Regions from separate parts of the Sus scrofa genome. Here all the other regions are linked to region 3. The links are chromatin contacts, called in public Hi-C maps. All regions are on one chromosome and are shown on one strand. The core of a region is the stretch at or near the end of the contact, and the rest is flanking DNA. Distances in the headings are between cores, read along the strand shown.

What was found. Hi-C and Micro-C count contacts between places; a contact is called where the count stands out from the background.
Region 1: a contact with region 3 is called in a Hi-C map of retroperitoneal adipose tissue, with 2.4 times the contacts expected there. The contact joins two enhancer-like sites. A contact is called at or near these places in 3 of 47 Hi-C or Micro-C datasets (embryonic fibroblasts, fibroblasts and retroperitoneal adipose tissue).
Region 2: a contact with region 3 is called in a Hi-C map of skeletal muscle, with 6 times the contacts expected there. The contact joins two enhancer-like sites. A contact is called at or near these places in 8 of 47 Hi-C or Micro-C datasets (embryonic fibroblasts, heart right ventricle, mesenteric adipose tissue and 3 more) and 1 of 2 datasets of contacts at active chromatin or transcription factors (skeletal muscle).

What each region holds. Positions count from the first base shown.
Region 1 is chr10:66,200,716-66,203,702 of Sscrofa11.1, forward strand. No RefSeq gene overlaps it. Among named protein-coding and RNA genes, the nearest start is that of KLF6, 290 kb to the right of the region's middle. Within about 2 kb of position 1,711, at least 6 of the 83 cell types and tissues checked have an H3K27ac peak or open chromatin away from gene starts, as enhancers often do. A contact at or near this core is called in retroperitoneal adipose tissue, where this site is marked.
Region 2 is chr10:66,067,958-66,070,657 of Sscrofa11.1, forward strand. No RefSeq gene overlaps it. Among named protein-coding and RNA genes, the nearest start is that of AKR1E2, 380 kb to the left of the region's middle. Within about 2 kb of position 1,439, at least 26 of the 83 cell types and tissues checked have an H3K27ac peak or open chromatin away from gene starts, as enhancers often do. A contact at or near this core is called in skeletal muscle, where this site is marked.
Region 3 is chr10:65,728,747-65,731,446 of Sscrofa11.1, forward strand. No RefSeq gene overlaps it. Among named protein-coding and RNA genes, the nearest start is that of AKR1E2, 37 kb to the left of the region's middle. Within about 2 kb of position 1,340, at least 10 of the 83 cell types and tissues checked have an H3K27ac peak or open chromatin away from gene starts, as enhancers often do. A contact at or near this core is called in retroperitoneal adipose tissue and skeletal muscle, where this site is marked.

The sequences.
Region 1 (2,987 bases), core at 461-2,960, 470 kb after region 3:
TGTTTCGATTTGTAAATGAGTTCATTTGCATCATTTCTATTAGATTCCAGATACAGTTGATATCATCTGGTGTTTGTCTTTCACTGTCTAGCTTCACTTAGTATGGTAATCTCCAGGTCTGTGTATTGGAGTTCCTGTCATGGCTCAGCAGTAGCAAACCTGACTAGTGTCCATGAGGATGCAGGTTTAATCCCTGGCCTCGCTCAGTGGGATAAGGATCTGGTGTTGCCATGAGCTGTGGTATGGACTCGGCTTTGATCTGGTATAGCTGTCGCTGTGGTGTAGGCCAGCAGCTGCAGGTAGAATTCTACCCCTAGCCTGGGAACTTCCATGTGCCAGAGGCACAGCCCTAAAAAGAAAAAAAAAAAAAAAAAAAAAAAAGAAAAACGAAACAAACAAACAAACAAACAAAAAAAAAAAGAGAGAGAGAGAGAGAGATGCAAAAATAGACTTATACCAAAGAATTCCATTGTGAAATTTCAGCCAAGAGAGGACTTAACCAAACATCCAGAGGACAAAAATAAACTAAAAGAGGTTATATACAGAAGATCAGTGACCAGAAGGGCTTTGGGCTTCTTCACACGGACTCTGAAAGCCACGAGATGATGGATAAATTCCTTCATTACCCTAAACAAAAAACAAAAGAAACAGTTTTTGGAGATAGATCCCATTCTTAAGTATTACTTGTAAATGCTAACATGTCTTCAAAAATTGTGTCTCTGGGCAATGCTCAGAGAATCTACTCTAGAAGGTGTACACGAGGAAGGAGGCAGCTCTGGAAGTGAGGAATCGTGATCCAACCCAGGAGAGAGATGAAGGGACCCACTGAGCGCGATGCTGAAGGGAGATCCCAGGACGTGGGCCGAGGACCATGAACAGGCACCAGCCCAGACTGTCTGGGTCCAGGAGCTCCAGCAGAGGGTCACCCGCCAGGTACCCTCATTACCTGAAGACGCTGGGGGACGTACAGCCTCGGAGAAGAGTTTGAAATGAATCTGTAAGGAGAACTAAGGAAACTAAGCACCACAGGTCCAGAAATAATCACAGGACAATCATGAATTCCAGGGAGTGTGAGGGAACGAGGAAGTGGAGGGGACAACTGGGGGCACATTTCAAGGACATTCAGAGAAGGAGAGCAGAGAAGGGGACAGGCCCGGAGGATCTCAAGAGAGCGGTTGCAGTTTGCTGGCCTTTGTTTGGCTTTGTTTGAAAAACGCGAAGCTGTGGTTCCCCTGGATGAGAAGAACCCGCTGGTGGTGAAGCTGGCATTTCAGGAGAGACGGTGTTCTCCTTGAGAGGACCAGGTGGGTCAGGTCACAGAGGGGCTCTCACTTGAGCACCACGGCAGGAAAGCCGGGCCGCAGGGCTGCAGATGCCCACTTGGATTTAGAGCTTCAGCGGAGGGAAGTGGAGGGCATTTCTTCCTGGGCAGTCGGGTGACACTACTGGTTCTGCTCTCCCTGTAACACGTATTTTCACAACACCTGGCGTTGAGAATCATAACCACCCCCTTTAGTGAAAGAGGAAACTGAGGCTCAGCGTAGCCACACAGAACCAGTGAGGGGAAGAGCTGAAGTGACGGGCAGGGCTGGTCTGCCTGTGCTGGCCTTGCCCTGGGGGACCAGGCAGTGACGTCTCTCCTGCAAGGACCTTCCCCAAGGATCTCAGGGCCCCTGGGGAGATGGACTGAGAGGCAGCTGTAACGAGCACACAGGCAACGTCCACACACGTGGGATCGAACCTTACTGTTCTTGCTCCACCCAAGCCAGGACGGGCCTGAAGGGACACCAGTGTTATTTTTAGTAGAATGAGATTTCTAACAGATGTCCAGATCTCCGAGGTCCCTTGAAAATCCTGTTTCTTGTCTGTACAATTCATCCCGTCAGGAGCTCTCTGGTCAAAAATTGTCAGCAGGATGTGATGAAACCCAGAACAGACGTCACTGTGTATTAGCGGTATCTGCACAGCGGACCCCCCCCCCCCCGCCCCTGCCCCATGGCAATTACCTTGTTGGAAATCAAGGCATAAACATAAGGTGTTTGAATGATTTTACTGATGAGGCATATTGAGGAAAAGGACGACATGTTTCAACTTCTGCAAAAGCTCTGGCACTTGTACAGCTATTTCCAGGGAGGGCAAGCAGGTTCTGTGCTCCCTGAGCCATTCCTAAATCGGGAATACTCGGAACAGAGTCTCTGCTGCACTGGAGCAAGTGAGGAGGAGAGTCTGAGGCTGAGCCTGGAGCATCCCAAAAGATAGACAGTCACAGCACAGTACTTTCAAGTCTTTGGGGTAAGATAATAAATAGCAGAATATGTTCCTAAAAACCAGGTTTCCAGTTAATGTGCAAATTTGGAAAAAGAAGCCTCTTCTACCCTACATCAGTAATAACAATGAATGAGTGAGGTTGCTAAACACGAAGTCCCCTAGACTCCTCTAGAACAGACAGAGCCGAGAGGAGATAAGGGCTGGTCCTTGCCCAGCAGAAGAGGGAGAAGGACTAGCATCACCCTCGTGCTGCTCTGCCCTCGTTTCTCTGCTTCCTGTTCCCTGATGGAGACATATTGTCACCGCTGACCTAGGTGGCTTTTGGAATTTAAGAAATACATGGCTTTAAATAGTTTTGCAAGTATGAACTCATGTCAAGTAGGATCCCTGACATCTGTCTCACTCCCCACACAGCCACACCTCTTTGACCCACCCTCTGACTTTCTAACTCTCCCACTTAACCAAGACTAGTCTGACCCCTATCACACCCTACCACTCATCTAGTTTCAGGAGGGAAAGCAAGTTTCATTCAAAAGATGCAAACTATTGCCTTTGGAATGGATAGACAATGAGCTCCTGCTGCATAGCACTGATGATGGAGCAGGATCATGTGAGAAAAAAGAAAGTGTACATGTGTGTGTGAGTGGGTCACCGTGCTGCACAGTAGAAATCCGACAGGACACGGTAAAGCAGCTATGATGGAAAAAATAAAAATCATA
Region 2 (2,700 bases), core at 189-2,688, 340 kb after region 3:
GGCAGCAGCCTGTTGAAGCGTGATGGTGAGGGAGTTCCCGCTCTGGCGAGTAGGGTGTGCTGGCGTCTCTGGAGCACTGGGAGGCAGGTTCGCGCCCCAGCCCAGCACACTGGGTTAATCAGATCCCACACCTGCAGCTGGGATCTGATTCCTGAGCAGGGACTCCATCGGCCGCGGGGCCGAAGAACAAGGAGGAGCCAGTGGGCATGGGTGGGAGGCGGAGGGCAGGCGCAGGCCCTCTGCCTTGGGACCCCTCCTCCCGAGCCCAGCCCTGGCGTGGGGGACTGCTCGGACCCCGCGGGACTTTCACAGGCCCGAGAAGGCAGCCCCTCTCTGATTCTGGGGCCGCGGGTAACACGACCTGGCAAGTTTGGTGCTTTGGGGTCACTGCTCTGTGTGAGGAGGGGCGCAGCGATGAGGACGGCCAGGCGGTCTTCTGTATTTTTATGTGAAGATAATGATGAGAACAGTCCGTATTATTTACTGGTGCAGATGGCACAGCTGGTGAGAGCGTGGACAGGGCCTGGGTCAGGGCGGAGCTTGGCCCCTGGCGGTGACCTGACGAGGGCGGAGTTCATTCTGCACAGAGAAGGGGCGCGAATGATCCCCTTTGCCGCGCGGCAGGGTTGTTGCGGGGATTGGTGGAGCTAAATGCAGGAAGGCTGAGGCCACGGGAGGCTCACGGTGTCCAGACCATTCTCTGCCCACGGCATCTCTGCTCCGTGAAACCCAAGAGCAGATGTAGTATCCTCTGCGCCAGCGAGACGCCGCGGCCCAGAGACGCTGGTTTGCCCAAAGGCCTTTCGTGGAGTAAAAGGGGGACTGCATATCCGAACCTGTCCCTGGTGTCGGCAGAGAGCCAGGGGTTCCCCACACCCTTCAGTCCCAGGCAGGCGGGGACAGAGGGCTCCCTGCTTCTGGCTCCACGTTGTTTTGCTGACATCATCCTACCCCAGTCAGTCCAAGGCTCTCTCCACCGTATTTTTCCCTTCTCCATTTCTGTCTCGGCCCCCACACGCCAACCAGTGATAGAAAACTTACGAAACTGCTTCGGGCCGGATTCCTGTGACAGCAAATGTCATGGGCGTCTCGACTGACTGGAAGGGGCGCACTCGGCGCGGAAGGCGGCTGCGGCGGCATCATTCGGGGCTAAACACTCCTATTTTGTTTTGTTCAACATCGTTCGTTTTCATTTATGAGGCAGAGGGAAATGGACACTTGCTGCCGTACCCTTTTAGAGAGAAGAGGTGCTCAGGAGTGAAAACAGACATTTTTGAAAGGTGGCACCAGTAAGAACTGAGGTTAGGCCTGTGAGTCATCAGGAGGGGACACGAAGGTCACTGACACAACCTGTGACTATTTAAAGGCAGGACTGCCTGGTCCCCACCCTTGGGGCACAGGGAGCAGAAACAATGTGTTCATTTTGTCCTGAAGGTTCCATCATGAGTCAGCATGGACTCGTTCTAAATATTTGCTTTTGGGGCGGGCAGAATTACTCAGCGTAGAAATGTAGGCAGCTGGAAATTTCAGTGGCCTTAGTATTCCCCCTGATTCCTAGCTCCCGTCAGTAGACACGTAGAGCCACAAAGTACGATTTTGACAGCTCACGTCCAGGCCGAGGAGAGGCGCATCTGTGAGGACACACAAAAGCTCAGTGATACAGTGTCTTTATCCTACGGAAAAAAATGTGGCTTTGATTCATTCTCAAGCTGGAATGTACTTGTGCGTTCAAATAAAGTCTGCCATCAGTTTTAGAGGGAGTTTGTATTGTGAGAGAAGCACAGCCAAAAAGGAAAAAATAAATTTTTTTCACGAGGCATGTGAAAAGTCATCAAACCCACGTGAAAGATCGTGGGCAGAATGCCGCTGCCTCAGTGGAAAGGGCTGTCCCGGTAACCCAGCGTTCACTGGGCCCCGGAGCACGGAGGCCTCCCGACGACCTCTGTCCATCAGGGACTCAGTGTGCAAACAAACATAAACAGAATCGGCCAGCACTTGGAAGATGTAGTGTATTTCCTGTGCATTATTATGGGAAAAAATAAACACACGTGTGAGTAAACGCTCAAAGAGCAGAGCAGGAATTATGCTGTTTTTCTGGCCGTCCTCTCTGGATAGCAAAGCAGTTTGTTTTTTCAAAGCAATTTGAAAAATGGGAAGAATTTTAGTACCTATTAAGGACGTGCTGTGTTTCTGTTCTCTGTGATTCCGACGTCACGCCCTATCTCAGCTGAGTCTTGACGTCATGCCTGGGTGGTGAGTATGGCCACTCCTGCGTGCAAGTGAGGAATCAAGGCGGAGGGAGGTCCCAGGGCACCCACGGGGCCCCCAGGCCTTGAACTAGATGTCCTGACACATGGTATGGGGAGACGGCAGGGCTGTCTGCGATCTTTGGGCAGGCAGCCTTCACATCGCCTGGCACCTGTTAGCAACGCCCAGTAACAGGCCCCACTGACCTTCATCCAGAATCCGCACGTGGCTGCATCCGGTTGATATACCCACGTCCCTACGCTGGACGGCTGCAGTTGACCAGGATCTCGTGGGGCTTCCTCTCAAGTATCCATGACACCACGTGCCCAGTCTCCCACCAGGCACCTCAGGCCTGGGGACCAAGTCTGTATGTCCTGGAGCCCAGCCTTTTCAGTTCCAAGCGCTGCGCAAATCATGGGTCTGCTTTTATGTCTGAGCGCCGTAGGCACTCGG
Region 3 (2,700 bases), core at 90-2,589:
CATATGGTATTTGTCTTTCTCTTTCTGACTTCACTTAGAATGAGTCTCTAGATCCATCCATGTTGCTGAAGATGGCATTTGTTTGTCTTTTTTATGACTGAGTAATATTCCACCATGTATATGTACTGCATGTTCTTAATCTACTCATCTGTCAATAGACATTGAGGTTGTTTCCATGTCTTGGCTATTGTGAATAGTGCTGCTATGAACACAGGGATGCGTGTATCTTTTTCAGTGAAACTTTTGTCCAGATATATGCCCAGCAGTGGAATTGCTGGATTATATGGTAGTTCTATGTTTAGTTTCCTGAGGTACCTCCATACCATTTTCTAAAAGAATTCAGTGCTCCCTGAGTGGACTCTGCCTGAGGTTTTGTGTTTTAAAAAAACGATTTATTGTTCCCCTTGTGGCTCATCAGTAAAGAACCTGACTTGTATCCATAAGGATGAGGTTCCATTCCTGGCCTCTCTCTGTGGATTAAGGATCTGGCGTTGCTGTGAGGTGTGGTGTAGGTTGCAGACATGGCTCAGATCTGGTCTTGCCGTGGCTGTGGCCTAGGCCGGCAGATGCAGCTCCTATTCGATTCCTAGCCTGGGAACTTCCATAGGCCCATATGCTATGGGTGCGGCCCTAAGAAACAAAACAAAACAAAACCCCTATTTGTTATTATATTTATTTTTAATTAAAATATGGTTGATTTACAATGTTGTACCAGTCTCTGCTGTATAGCGAAGTGGCCCAGGCATATATGTATACATACGTATATATATACATTCCCTTTCCTGTGTTATTTTCCAGCATGTTTTATCCCAAGAGTCGGGATATGGTTCCTGTCCTGTACAGTAGGACCTCATTGCTCATCCATTCTACATGTACTAGTTTTATCTGCTAACCGCAAACTCCTCCTCGCTCCCGGCTTCCCCTTGGCAACCACAAGTCTGTTCTCTTATGTAAAAGAGCACTTTTTAGAGCCGTTTTAGGTTTACAACAAAATGGAGAGGAAGGTACAAATATTTCCCATATGCCCTCGGCTTCCCAAATGCCTAGCCGCCCCCGCCATCTACATCCCCAACCAGAACTGCCTTTTCTTTTAAACCAAAGATGAGCTTACATGGACTTTTTTTTTTTTTTTAATTTACAAAGAAGAGAATAAAAACTAAGTCGATCAAAGCCTCAGGAATGAATGGCCCACGTGCACGTCACCCCTCGTTTCACGTTCCTTTCTTCTCAGTGAAAAAGCTCATTTATCAGAAGCAAAACACAACCTTAATATCCGCGTGTGGCCGGAGAATTTGTTTACATGGACCTTGTCCTACCTCCCACGTCCTGTAGATGGAGCTACATCCTCAGGCACAAGTTCCTTGTTTCCACATCTTCCAGGTTTCAGGAAAGGACATCCCTGAAAGACAGTTTTAGTGTCTGCCCTGAAGACTTTTCATTGCTTTTACCGTGGGTAGTGCTACAACGTGCAAGACTTGGTGCTAAAGAAAAAGCACGTTTTTTTTTTTTTGGTGTGTGTGGCTTTTTAGGGCTGCACCTGCGGCATATGGAGGTTCCCAGGCTGGGGTCCAATCAGAGCTGTAGCCCCTGGCCTATGCCACAGCAACGAAGGACCCAAGCTGAGACTGCGACCTACACCACAGCTCACAGGCAACACCGGATCCTTAACCCACAGAGCGAGGCCAGGGATCCAGCTGGCATCCTCTTGCCTGCTAGTTGGATTCGTTTTGGCTGAGCCACAGGAACTCCAAAACAGAACGTTTTTGAGAGGCAAGTCTTGCACCTGCTCCCCTGTCTTTGCAGGGAGCCCGTTTTAAATAACATTGGCCAACATGTTGCTGGTATTTGGTATTTCTGTGCTTTGTGAACAGTTAAACTGCAAAAGGGCCCATTATTCGGAGTCCTTTTCCACAGGTGTTTCCTGTGTCCTGGCCTCGTCCCTTGCTCCGTGTGACTGAATGACCATATATAGCCAATTGCAGTGACCTGTTGTGTTTCCCCCAGTCGGTGAGCAAACATTGCCTATCTGTGGACGGAGGGGTGCACTTTATTTCTTCCCCACGTGGTTTCCAAGGGATGTGAGAACACAATGTGTCAGGCCGACAGGAAACTCAAAAAAAGAAACAGAAAGAGAAAAGGTTTTAAAGGATCTGACTGTGTCTGTGACATGGCACCGGATCTGTTCATGGATTCCAAAACCAGGAGGAGAAACTTGGTGCTTTAAAAGGAAAAGAAAAATCCAAGCGATGTGGAAAGGACTTTGAATAGCAATATTAATCTAGAAAACATTTTTATCAAGGGAATTTGCCTATGTCTTGGATGCTTTTTAACTTACTCAACAGGGCACTGAGTGCATTTTGCTTCTTGATATAAGAAGAAAAGAACCCTTCAAGAAGTTTTTAAGATGTTTTGTTATTCTTTCCTAGTAAATCCCAAATTTGTAGGTTGAGTCGGAGGCGTCTTAAAATCCAACCAATGATTTTAATTGTAACCGAAATATCATCTTGCACGTAAGACACGGTAATCATTTAGAAGTTTGCTGACAGAGATGCTCACAGCCAAGTAAATATTTTGCTCCACATTTTTAAGTGGGCTGTTAAAAATTTTACCCCTCCAGTGTAATTTTCATTCTCTAAAGCTATAATATTTTCAATAATCAAACCTCTTTCTTTTTTTCTTTTTTTGGATTAATATGTGAAT